3 separate regions of the Mus musculus genome follow, and all the other regions are linked to region 3. A link is a contact called in public Hi-C and promoter capture Hi-C data. All regions are on one chromosome and are shown on one strand. Each heading gives the region's core, a stretch centred on a gene start, on an enhancer-like site or on the middle of the called end of the contact. The rest is flanking DNA. Distances are from core to core; before and after follow the strand shown. Region 1 overlaps Ern1 (endoplasmic reticulum (ER) to nucleus signalling 1). Region 2 holds the start of Cd79b (CD79B antigen). Region 3 holds the start of Pecam1 (platelet/endothelial cell adhesion molecule 1).

Evidence for each region. A called contact is a pair of places that touch in the nucleus more often than the background predicts. Capture Hi-C pulls out chosen DNA fragments and counts their contacts.
Region 1: a Hi-C map of Th17 cells shows a contact between it and region 3, with 2.5 times the contacts expected there. The contact joins the enhancer-like site here to the promoter of Pecam1 in region 3. A contact is called at or near these places in 4 of 39 promoter capture datasets (the 3T3-L1 cell line, the HPC-7 cell line, cranial neural crest and 1 more), 1 of 15 datasets of contacts at CTCF or cohesin (the NIH/3T3 cell line), 11 of 484 Hi-C or Micro-C datasets (B cells, CD4 T cells, CD8 T cells and 5 more), 3 of 115 datasets of contacts at active chromatin or transcription factors (all in embryonic stem cells) and 4 of 9 other capture datasets (adipose tissue, embryonic stem cells, liver and 1 more).
Region 2: a promoter capture Hi-C map of pancreatic islet shows a contact between it and region 3. The contact joins the promoter of Cd79b here to the promoter of Pecam1 in region 3. A contact is called at or near these places in 7 of 39 promoter capture datasets (the SN4741 cell line, cranial neural crest, embryonic stem cells and 2 more), 1 of 484 Hi-C or Micro-C datasets (cerebellum) and 3 of 9 other capture datasets (liver, macrophages and pancreatic islet).

What each region holds. Positions count from the first base shown.
Region 1 is chr11:106,414,840-106,418,721 of GRCm38.p6, reverse strand. All of the region lies in intron 10 of Ern1 (endoplasmic reticulum (ER) to nucleus signalling 1), which reads left to right. Among named protein-coding and RNA genes, the nearest start is that of Icam2, 34 kb to the right of the region's middle. Within about 2 kb of position 2,266, at least 33 of the 459 cell types and tissues checked have an H3K27ac peak or open chromatin away from gene starts, as enhancers often do. A contact at or near this core is called in CD8 T cells and Th17 cells, where this site is marked.
Region 2 is chr11:106,312,911-106,316,770 of GRCm38.p6, reverse strand. It overlaps Cd79b (CD79B antigen), which reads left to right and starts at 2,209. Exons shown (of 6, transcript NM_008339.3): 1 at 2,209-2,353; 2 at 3,060-3,110; 3 at 3,830-3,860. The coding sequence starts at 2,287.
Region 3 is chr11:106,713,123-106,717,157 of GRCm38.p6, reverse strand. It overlaps Pecam1 (platelet/endothelial cell adhesion molecule 1), which reads left to right and starts at 1,877. Exons shown (of 16, transcript NM_001305157.1): 1 at 1,877-2,139; 2 at 2,230-2,256. The coding sequence starts at 2,106.

The DNA of each region.
Region 1 (3,882 bases), core at 1,017-3,516, 300 kb after region 3:
TCTGTCCATGTCAAGATGGTTTAGGCCTGGGAATATTTTTATTTTCAAGGAGTTCCAGGTTGCTTAATCAGGTCTCAAAAAAACCAGTTTCTCTCCAAGATTGAAACATTTGGTGTAAATTTCAGGCAATGTCTGCTCCCTGTTCCTCACAGTGACCATGTGAGGTGGGTACCCTTGTTATTTCCACTCTATAAGAATACTGGGACTTGTCATTTGGAATAGGAATCAGTGTGGATAAGAGGCTGGGCAGGACAAGTTTAAGACCTATGATGAGTGACAGTTGTGGAAATAAAGGCAAAATACTTAGCAATCTGAGGAGAAACCAGAATCAACAACCATGAAGAGTCTGCGCTGTTCCTGGGCCCTCACAGAAAGGCTCTTGGGGAGTTTCTTTTTCTCGGTCTGATTTTTTTGGTTTGTTTCATATTGTTGGAGACAGAATGTCACTATGTTACTCAGGTGACCCCCAATTCATTCAGTCCCTGTTTCCCACATACTTGGCTTCTCTCCTCCCTCCCATTTGCTAAGGCAGAGACCAGGGCCTTAAGCGTGCCAAGCATGCTTTGACTCTGGGATGCACCCTGGCCTTATCTTTTTTTCTTCTTCCCATTGTTGTTGCCCTTACTATCCTTGACCCTGGGAGTGAATTAAAGGCCTGGTTACAAAGATAAGAGGTTGAGATTATACCCCAAGGCAGTGAGTATTGCAAACAAAGGCAGAAGTGAGGGTGATTGGGTCCCTGGCAAATATCCCAAGTAACTAGAGCAGGATGGATTTTCTTAAATCAGATCTTTCCTTCCTGTGCCCTATATATACTAACAATACACACCAATTCTGATGACCTAGCCTAAACGTGAGAGGTGGTCTGAGTCCCAGCAGACTAGGTAGATGTGGGTAGAGAAAAGAGTATGTGTGGGCACAGAAGGCAGCAGGACCTGCCAGGCAATGGGTCTGGACCAGTATATGAATACCTAAGAGAGTGCTGCAGGGGAACTGGGTGTGCTGGAGCTCCGATCAGTCTATTGGCAGGCCATTTGAAAGATCCTGTTCTTTGTGCCTTTTACTTCTTCATAGCTGTGTGTGTGTGTGTGTGTGTGTGTGTGTGTGTGTGTATTAAATCTTTAGAGAACACTGACTAATACATTCACTCTTCACACATTGCTATAGAAGTACAGCAACAGCCATAGTATAGTGTTATCACTAACTAGCAAGGGCTCATTAGAATTATACGGCTACTCGGTTTTATGTACCAATGAAGGGTCCATAAACTGCCTGGCAGTGGTTAAGAAGTAGCACAAAGGAAATGTGTATGAAGGTACTGAAAATGTGCCAGAGGAGTCTCCGTGGCAGAACTGGAAAATGAGATCCCTTTAAAATCCCTTTAAATGGTCAGAGTAAGACAACTAGGAAGCCTAACAAACTTCTAAGAGGGTAGCTAAGTAAGGGTCTCACAATTCTGAGGTCCCCTTTGAGGAACTCTGTAACTGCTCAGCTTAAAATAAGGCAGTGGGAATACATAACAATCTTCTCATAGACCAGGGCCACTGTTTATACCTGTTAATGTCAAGATAGGCCCTGTGGTTCTTGTGGAAGACTGCAAGATAGTCTACCTTCACATTCATCTTGAAAATAAAGTGGATCTAATTAAATCAGAAGGTGGGGTTTGTTCTGTTTTTTGCCCCCAGCAGTGACCCTGACCTGGTGTTCAACATCCCCTAGTGCTTTGTCAAATAGTCATGAAGGTGACCCAATGCAGTAAGCTGGCCCTGTACCAGCAGAGATAGGTCCTGCGTGTACAGTGGGATATTATTGAACATCCTTCTTCAGTGGGAGCCTGTTTATAAGGAAACTCAGTGACATCTCCAGCAGTCTATTGGTAGGCCTTACAGACATGTCCTCTCACAGTAGGACATCAGGGAATGAGGTAGACAGAACACTGTAATGCAGAGTGGCCCATGGAAGGACAGCTTCATTTTCCTGGCTGTTGATCATTTTTGTTGGTTGTCATCGGTAACCCATGGTTGCTTACATTCAGATACCAAGTCTGACGCAGAATTCTGACATAGGCAGCCACATGTGAGAAAAGCATGCATGCCCCTTTGTAGAGCAAAGCATGCCTCAGCAGGCCATGGTATGCATGAGAAAATTTGTGATGGTTCAGAACAAAAGTAGGTTTTCCTGAACGAACCATGTCACACTATAAGTGACAAAAGCCTGGTAAGATTGAGGTCAGATGAGGGATTAAAGAGGGACTTTCCAGATCAAGAGGTGCAAGCTCTGGCTAGTTCCTGTCAGGCTTTATCTTGGTACACACTGAGTTGAGGTCAGCCAGGCTACACAGAGAAACCTTGTCACAAAAAAAAAACAAACTGAAAAGCTAAGTATAGGAAGGCAGAAACGGGAGGATCCAGGATTCACTGGCCAGCCAATCTAGTTGAAACACTCAGCTCCAATTTCAGTGAGAGACTGTCTCTTTAAATAATAGTAAGATAGAGAAGCAACTGAGGAAGATACCTCAGGCTAACCTGTGATCTACACACAGCCACAAAGAAGAACAGTACAGAGGAAAAGGCCTGAATCAAGCTAAGAGCTCATCCAGTGATCAGAACAGAAAGAAGGGAAACTGCTGGGGCTTTTCAAGCCCGGTTTCTTTTATTGCACACATAGACAATGGAATGGAAGTGTGCTGAATGTCAGGCGGTCATGAACTAGTATGTACAGGACAGCAGCAAGTGAGTGGGCACCACTCTTCCTGTCCAGCCAGCACCTACTTCTCTCATTCTCTCAGCTACTCACCACTCCTTAGATGGAAGCTCAGGTGTAGCTTGGAGAAGGACTAGAACTCTGCCTGAACACTGGAAATGTGCAGAAGGGACCTCGGTAGCCTAACTAGACTGATGCTACTAGAAAAAGCAATGAAAGAACTTGTTGAACTTTGAAGCATCACACTGCTTCCTGAGTTGAATACATGCACCCTCACAAGTTATTTTACTTGTAAAAAAACAAAAACAAGGGCTGGTGAGATGACTCAGTGGGTAAGAGCACCCGACTGCTCTTCCGAAGGTCCAGAGTTCAAATCCCAGCAACCACATGGTGGCTCACAACCATCTGTAACGAGATCTGACGCCCTCTTCTGGAGTGTCTGAAGACAGCTACAGTGTACTTACATATAATAAATAAATCTTTAAAAAATGACTCTTAATTAAAAAAAAGACACACATATAAATGGTAACTTGGACCTTAGGAAGCTGATGAGATCAAGGAATTGTGAAATCATGTTTAAATTGTGGTCAAAATTCAAAATTTAAAAAAACAAAAAAACAAAAAACAAAACAAAACAGAATACTGGGCCAGAGAAGTGGCTCAATGGTTAAGAGCACAAACTGCTTTTGCATAGGACCCAAGTTTGGTTCCAGCACCCAAGTTTGGTTCCAGCACCCATGTTAAGTGGCTTACAACCACCTGTAATTCCAGCTCCAGGGGGAATCTGTCACCTATCTTGAGCACTGCACATACCCACACACTGGCATGTAATTAATAATAAGAAGAGTAAACTATTTTTAAAAAGCAGAAGACTGCATTCTGCTGTCAATTAATAAATCTTGTTTTATTTTAAAACTTGTATTTCACATGTGTGTGCAGGTGTATGTTTGCATTTGTGTGGAGACTAGAGGACACCTTCAGTTGTCATTCCTCTGTTGCTTTTTGAAAAAGTCTCTCATCGGTATTCAGTGATTAGGTTAGGCTAGCTATGGGACAAGTTCCAGAGCTCACCCTGTTTCCATCTCCCCACTGGATTACACACACTTGACCGGCTTTTCTCATATGGGTTCTGGGGATTGAGCAGGGTCCTCCTGCTTTCACAAGCACTTTACTGACTGA
Region 2 (3,860 bases), core at 960-3,459, 400 kb after region 3:
TAGATCCTCAGAGGGGTCCAGTCTATCAAGAGGGGGGACCCTTGATTTTGTCTCACTGCCAGGGAAGGGCCCAGAATTCCCTTCCTGACCTTAGGTGACATTTACTGTTTCTCCTGTGACACCTTTTCAGAGAATTTTTGTTTCCACTGGGAACATCTGGAAAGAATAAAAAACATCTGGGACTGCCCAGAATGAATTGTTTCTCAGATACAAATTTAACCCTCTTATCCCCAATATCCATAGCCCAGAACCTATGCCTACATTACTCCCTCAGTAGCTTACCCTGACACTGTCAAGTGAGATACAAACTCAGGACAGGGGTAGGAGTGTCCAGATACCCTACCACACCTTCCAACTCTGCTGAAGGAAGAAGGGAACTGCTACTCTTCAAATTTGGGCTACTCTGCCAGCCACAGAGGCTGCCTATGGGCTGTGGGGACAGTGGGTGTCAACAGAGGCTACTGAAGACTCAATATCTGATCTGTCTTTCCTGGGGACTGGAAGACAAGAAAGAGAAAGAAGCTAGTAAGAGGTGGCTCAGAGGGGGTTAGGCTACAGGTTAGGATCTACATGACTGCCACAGGTAGCTGTGTCGATTTCACCTTGGACAAGGATATCACCCAAGGTTTTAAGAGTTGCAAAGACCCTGGGCAAGGACACAAAGCTAAGCTCGGATGAACCCCTGAATGCTCAGATGAATCCCTGAACGCTCTGGTCTCTCCTAAGGTCTTGCCAGCTGTCAAGGTAGGGCCAAAGAGCCTTCATTGCAGAAGCAGAGGGCTCGCCCATCTCAGCCCACATCCCCCTTCAAGCTCAGGACTCCTATACACAGCACTTCAATTATCTCAACATCCCACAGAATTCTCTGGAAAAGGCCCTTCAACCATGATGGTTAAGTGGTGGGTTTTCCCTAAGTGGTTTCTACTTAAGTCCAGCCCCTTTGGGAGCCCACAGCAAACTCTTTTTTTTTTTTTTTAAGATTTATTTATTTATTATATGTAAGTACACTGTGGCTGTCTTCAGACACACCAGAAGAGGGCGTCAGATCTCGTCATGGATGGTTGTGAACCACCATGTGGTTGCTGGGATTTGAACTCCGGACCTTTGGAAAAGAAGTCGGGTGCTCTTACCCACTGAACCATCTCACCAGCCCCACAGCAAACTCTTATACAAGAAGAAGAGGGCTGTGTTGAGGGCCTAGACTTCATTTTCTTCCTCCTCTTCCTCCTCCTCCTCTTTCTCTTCTTCCTCTTCTTCCTCCTCCTCTTCCTCCTCCTCCCCCCTTCCTCTTCCTCTTCCTCCTCCTTCTTTTTCCAAGACAGGATTTCCCTGTGTAGCCCTGCCTATCCTGAAACTCACTCTATAGACCAGACTGGCCTCAAACTCATAGAAATCCACCTGCCTCTGCCTCCCGAGTGCTAGGATTAAAGGCATGACTCACCACCACCCGACTCTGGGCTGTATTTTCTTCTATTTGTTGGCATACTTTTGCACAAGAACCTCTATGGCTCCCTTCCCACAGAGCCAACTTTTGACATGGCTTCCTGTACTCCAAGAAGTTCTACTCTGGACCTCTCCAGGAGCCTGGTGTGAGTATGTCTCCTGAATTGTCTGTCCTTGCTGTATCTCCTCCTAGAGTTAGATAAGGGTTGTCCAGGGCAGAGGAGTCAAGGTCAGATTCATTTAAGTAACAGTTCTCAACCGGTGGGTCATCACCATTAGAGAACACATATTTCCAATGGTCTTAGGAACTGAGACACCTCTCAGTAGCAAAATTACAGTTTTGAAGTAGCAACAAAAATTAATTTATGGTTGGGGGTTCCTAAGACCATCAGAAATGTGTGCAGTTGCCACCCACAGGTTGAAAACTGCTGATTGAGAAGGTTGGTGTGCATTTAGCTAAATTCCCCAGGCCCACTCTTCCAGAGCAAGGCAACCACAGGAGACCAGCTGACCTAAGAGATGACCCACAGTGGGACAGAGGGAGTTAGAAACACTGGCTGTCCCTAGAAGATTCAGGAGCAACCCCTTCCCAGGGGGTCTCTCAAGAACCCAAAGCTGTGCTACCCAGGCAGGACCACCCTTCGAGTCCTAGCAGACCAGCTGATGAAGCTGCCCTCCCATAGGGTCCCTGGAGGGATGGTGCCTCCCCTGGGTCTCAATTTGCATGGCAGGAAGGGGCCTAATGGGGAAGAGGCGGAGAGGAGACAAGCTGCAGCCCAGGCTGACATACAGTTACATGTTTCGCCCCCAAACCTCCTTGGGCTCAGAGACAGAGCAGTGACCATGGCCACACTGGTGCTGTCTTCCATGCCCTGCCACTGGCTGTTGTTCCTGCTGCTGCTCTTCTCAGGTATGACTTATGTGACAGACGATAGGCTCGCTGGCTTTGAGACAGGACCGTCAGTCGGCCGGTCGGCTCCATTCCCTGTCTCATTTCGGTCTCTCGGCTCAGCCTCTTGCATTTTGCTGTCTGCTTCTTGTCTGTCTCCCTCTAACTGTCCTGTGCCCAGTTTGTGGGTTTTAATGGTGGGCTCAGGGTCAAAGGTGTCCCAGCCCTTTCCAGCCTGGAGGGTATCAGGTTGAGCTTGGTACAAGGGGCTAATTAATCTCATGGGCAGCTATGACCTGGAAGAGTGTGTGTGTGTGTGTGTGTGTGTTGGGGCGGGGGGCTGCAGGAGGAAGAGGCCCTGAGGGTACTGCATAGAAAAGGCTCTTTCCCTATATCCTGGAATATAGTGTGTTCCAGGAATTGTCCTCTCTTTGCCGGAAAGACTGGGAGAGCCTTGCTGGTTGTGGATTCCCTCTCATTTCCACAGAAGCAACAGGCCAGCCTGATGATCAAAGGCAGCAGGGGGCCTGGGTATGGGATTTCCAGTACCCATACCTTATTTCTGCCTCTCCAGTACAGGGACGGGGGCGGGGGAGCTAAAGGGGCTTGAAGCTGTAGTCCCGGAAGGAGGAAGTAGCTCTGGGAATGTGGAGGGGTTATGGGTGGGGCAATCAATTGAGGGTAGAGAGGTCTGACCTAGCCCTGCCCACTTCCTTCCACCCTCCAGGTGAGCCGGTACCAGCAATGACAAGCAGTGACCTGCCACTGAATTTCCAAGGTTAGTTGCCTCAGCCACCACTTCTGGGACAAATGGGTCTGTTTAACACAGCCCTATCTCTGCCTGGAGCTCCCTGTCTAGAGCGCCCATATTTACACCTCCTCAAGGCCTCATTAAGGCTCCATTGCTGGACAGCTGTCGCTCTCATCAGACTAGTGTGCTCCAGCCCTGGCCACTGAAGGCCAGAACCAAGCAGAGGTTGGGGATCAGAGCAGGACAGTGCTAGAGGGGAGCCCACAAGGCCAAAGGCCTGGGTCTGTCTTATTAGAAACCCAACAAACCTCTCAGGCCCGAACTCTGAGAGGCATGGGTCCCTGAGAAGGGTAAGGGAGGTGGGCCTCGGGTGACAGGCTAAGGATTCGACCTTTATCACCCTGGGGATGGTGGGCAGACCTGGAGGATTTGGAGTGGGTGTAGGAAAGTGTAGAGGAAAGAGTTAAAAGTACCCAACCAGGTCAAAAGGCTGTCCTGCATGTGAGGCCATTCCAGTGAACATAAAAGCAATGGAAAGGTTCCAAAATTCTCCTTAATGAAAGACAACTGGACAGAGGTTAGATCAGGAAGAGGTGTACACCAGTGGCTTAGTATGAGGCCTCTCACAGACTTTACCTTCTCATACCTCTACTGACTGCCTCATGAACCTGATGCCCCAGACACGTGAGATAGGCTACAGGAAGACGCTAAGCCTGATTTTGAACCTTGCCCTGATATGTCCGCAGGAAGCCCTTGTTCCCAGATCTGGCAGCACCC
Region 3 (4,035 bases), core at 628-3,127:
TCTTTATTTTTATTTATGTGTACATGTGTGTGTGCATGATATCTGCCATGTGTGGTGATACTCTTAGAAGCTAGTAGGGGGCACTGGCTCCTCTGAGTTATAGGTAGTATGAGCAATCTGCTATGGGTGCTGGGAAGCCAGCTCTGGTCCTCAAAACTGGCAGAAATGCTCTAAGCACTGAGCCATCTCTCTAGCTCCCTGACTAATGCTTCTTGATCTACCAAAACCAATCACTTCCTCTGGCATCAAGGAGGTCTTGGTCTGTCTGAGGAGAATAAGCCATTGCTACATGCGGTAGGAAGGATCTGACAGGAAGAAGTCTGGGGAGGCAAAGGAACGTGGAGGAAGTCAGCTCAGTTTGAGAAAGAGTGGGGACATTTCTAGAGAAATTGATGAGTAAGGAGAAACTGAGTAACGATTAGTCAGAAAAGAAGAGAGGAAGGCGAGCAGCAATGAGAAAGGCATGTGATGCATTCTGGGAACTTAACACCTTAGCAACTAGAGCTCAGGGCGAAGAAGGAAGTGGTATGATTCCAAGGTAGAGGGGGAAGCAAGGGGGTGAGCAAGAACTGGGTAAGGGAGGCCTGGGGTCTGCCTTTTCCCAGAGAATGTTACAACCTTTCAAACATCAAAGGGAGAGAAACCAATTTATAGTCTAGAAAATTCCGTAGGAGGCAAGGCTAAACACACATCTGCAATCTCGGGTGTTTGTCTGTGATGGGAGGGTTGTGTTCAAAGGCATCTTGCCATTTAGCCATCCCCTGGGTCAGAATAAAGAAGGAAGGGATGAAGGGAGGGAAAAGGGAATGTTAGCCCGATGGTAGGGGAGGAGGGTGTCGGGAGGAGGGAGAAGGGGTGAGCTGGGGACTGGAGAGATGACTTGGCAATTAAGAGCAATCATGAGGACTGGATTTCAGGTCCCATCACCTCTGGAGAACGTGACAATCGCCTCTTCTGGCTTCCAAGCACACACAGGCACACAGACACTCCTCCCTCAAAATGTATTCATTCTCTCATGAACATGCATGAAAGGGGGACAGGACGGTTCACTGGAGAAAGGTGCCAGCTGTCGAGTCTGATGATCTAAGTTTGATCCTGGGACTCACATAATGGAAGGAGAGAATTTCTACACGTTGACCTCTGACACACCCCCCCCAATACATAGTGGTACACATGCATTCTACCCTACTTCCACATACACAAATAAATAAATGTTTAATAAGAAAGGTTGGGAATTGGCAGTGGGGAAAGTAGTGTGTACTACACACACATATATACCCACAGTCACAGACACACACATACACCCACAGTTCCACACAAACACATATACACCCAGTCACACACACACACAAACACACATACATACATACATACACAGTCACACACACACAAACACACACACAAACACACATACACAAACAGCCAAAGGGGCTCCTTTGGTGACTAAGCCGGTGATCAGGGACCACTGCAGCGGCTTAAGAAAATCCCTCTTTCTACTGAGCCACCAGTAGCGTTCCTCACAAGGACTGCATATTGTCGGAGAAGCTGGCCAGTGCAGGATAGGAGGCCCAGATTTACACTCTATGGATACAGCCCCCATAGGGAGCCCACAGGAAAGGCAAACAGGTCTTGCTAGGTATCCCACAAAAGCACTTTTGAGTGGAAATAAAACCTCCTTGTCCTGTCAGGAGAAGAAGTCCCCAAACCCAGATGAGGCTAGAAGCGCAAGAACTTTGAGGCAAATGCTACTTGTGGGTTTTTTTGGTTGTTGTTGTTGTTTTCTCCTCTTCTAGACAAAGCCATTGGGTTCAGTGGTCCCTCCGGAAGGCCAGTCATTTCCTGAGGAGATATCAGGCCAGCCCAGACCTCATTGTTCTTGGTTTCCAGCTATGGCCGCCATTACCTGACAAGTACCAGAGCTGGTCTCTGCGCGCCTGGAGAGGTTGTCAGAGTTGTTTCTGCTTTTCACACAGCAGGCTTCTGGTCTGTGGCAGGCAAGAGAATTCTGCCCCTGAGGCATGGCCGGAAGACAGAACTAGCTGAGTGCTTCAGTCTGCAGAAGTCTTTCAGGATTCAGCTGAGGTGGGCCTCAGTCGGCAGACAAGATGCTCCTGGCTCTGGGACTCACGCTGGTGCTCTGTGAGTTTCTAACCTGCTTCCTTCTTCCCTTCTTATGAGACTTGAATTCGTGAAATCAACAGATTGGCTTTCTTTTTCTTTCTCTTCCAGATGCAAGCCTCCAGGCTGAGGAAAACTGTAAGTCCTGGTATTTTCACATGGCTTCCTTCTTTGTGTCTTTTCTGAAATTAACTCATGTCAGACTGCTTAGGGTTGGTGTTTACAACAACTAAGAAAACTCTCAAAGCCTTGTTCTAAATCAAGGTTCAAAGAGTGTGTATTAGAGACAGCGGTGTAGGAGAAAATTGCTGAACACCAGTCTTACATCTTGGTGGGTTTCTGTTTGTTGGAATGGGAGAGATGGGTTTTTTTAAAAAAATTCCTTATATGTATATATGTATATATATGATTCCTTATATGTTTGTGGTCTTTCTGTCATAAGCTATTTCTTTTTACATCATACTATGCCTCTAATTGTTTACTTTCAAACTCTTCTCTTTATTCGCTTGGATTTAGAGTCTGTAATCCCAGTACTTGGAAAACAGACACAGAAAGATCAGTAGTGAAGTCCAGCTTCGGCTCCATAGGAGTTTGAGGGAGGCCTGAGCTACTACGTGAAACAGTACAAAACCGACTCCCAAAAAATAAAAACTTAAAAAAGTATTTTTTTTTCCTTTCACTTGTTTTAATTTACAAATGAGACTCAGTTGACTTGACAGACTATGGAGGCTGAAGGAGCAGACAGTAAATGGGTGTCAGGACTCCCTCTGTCCTAAGAGAGTAACAAAAAGGACCAGCCAGATCCCCTTTCCCTCCCACCGGGGAGGCTCCGCTCCTATCTGAGCTTGCTTGTGGGGAAGGGTTCTGCCTGTCTTTAAAGTCAGACCTATCATCCACTCGAGAGCTGATTCGGAACCTCCGAATTTTTCAGATTAAGAGGATCTGTCTCGCTCCGTCCATCAGAGACTCTGAAGGAAGAGGCTCAGCCCAGCCCAGGGATTGTGGGTCAGGAAGAAGGCCACAGATTACACTGGCTCAGTCAAAAGTTATTCCAGTGTGGGAAGACTAGGGATGCTGGGCTGCAGGCATTTTTGAGCTGAAGAACGTGACAGGGCTGAGTTGAGCCAGGGATGGAGCTGTGGCCCCAGGGTGGGGAGGGCTGTGGTCTGTGAGTCTGTGATTCCTTAGGCTTCTGGCTCCCTTGGCAACACCTGGAGACAGACTGTGTATTGTCTTCAAGTCATCCCCACTAAAGGGTGGGATGGGTGAGCCTCAGAAAGACATGACTCAGCCTAGAATGTCAGGGCTTGTCAGCACTACGGCCTCCGCTCCCTGGAACCCAGACATCTCTCTGGGGCTTGTGCTTGGCTTTACTTAGCTTGCTCTGGTTGGGGACTGGGGTCTCACACTGCTAAGGTAGTCTTGAACCCACTGTGTAGCCCGGGCTGCCTAGGGACTAACTCTAACTCCTCTTGCCTTAGCCTCCCCAATACTCCCCAGCCTGGTGTCACTCAGCCGGCTTGGCTTTGCTTCTTGGGACCTTTTTCCCCTGACTATAAAATGGAAACCACCCACAGACCTGGTGGCTCGAGCAGGGTAAAGTTGAGATTGGAGTAAGGGAGGAGGAGTCATTTGTGCTGTCTATAGGATTAGTAAATGATCCCGGGCAATCACCCCAGCCCTCCTTTATAGTTTAAATTTGTGCCCTATTTGCTCTGTACCCTTCCGTGCCCCCTATCCCCACTCCATCTCTCTCTTGCCCTCAGGGTGTCATATACCTGAAACCCACTGTGTAGCTCAGATGACAATGACTTTCAGGTCCTCCTACTTTCCTCTCCCAAGGGCTGAGATTATAGGCACACACCACACCAGGTTTATGCAGCACTGGCAGTCAAACCCAGGGCTTTAAGCATGTGA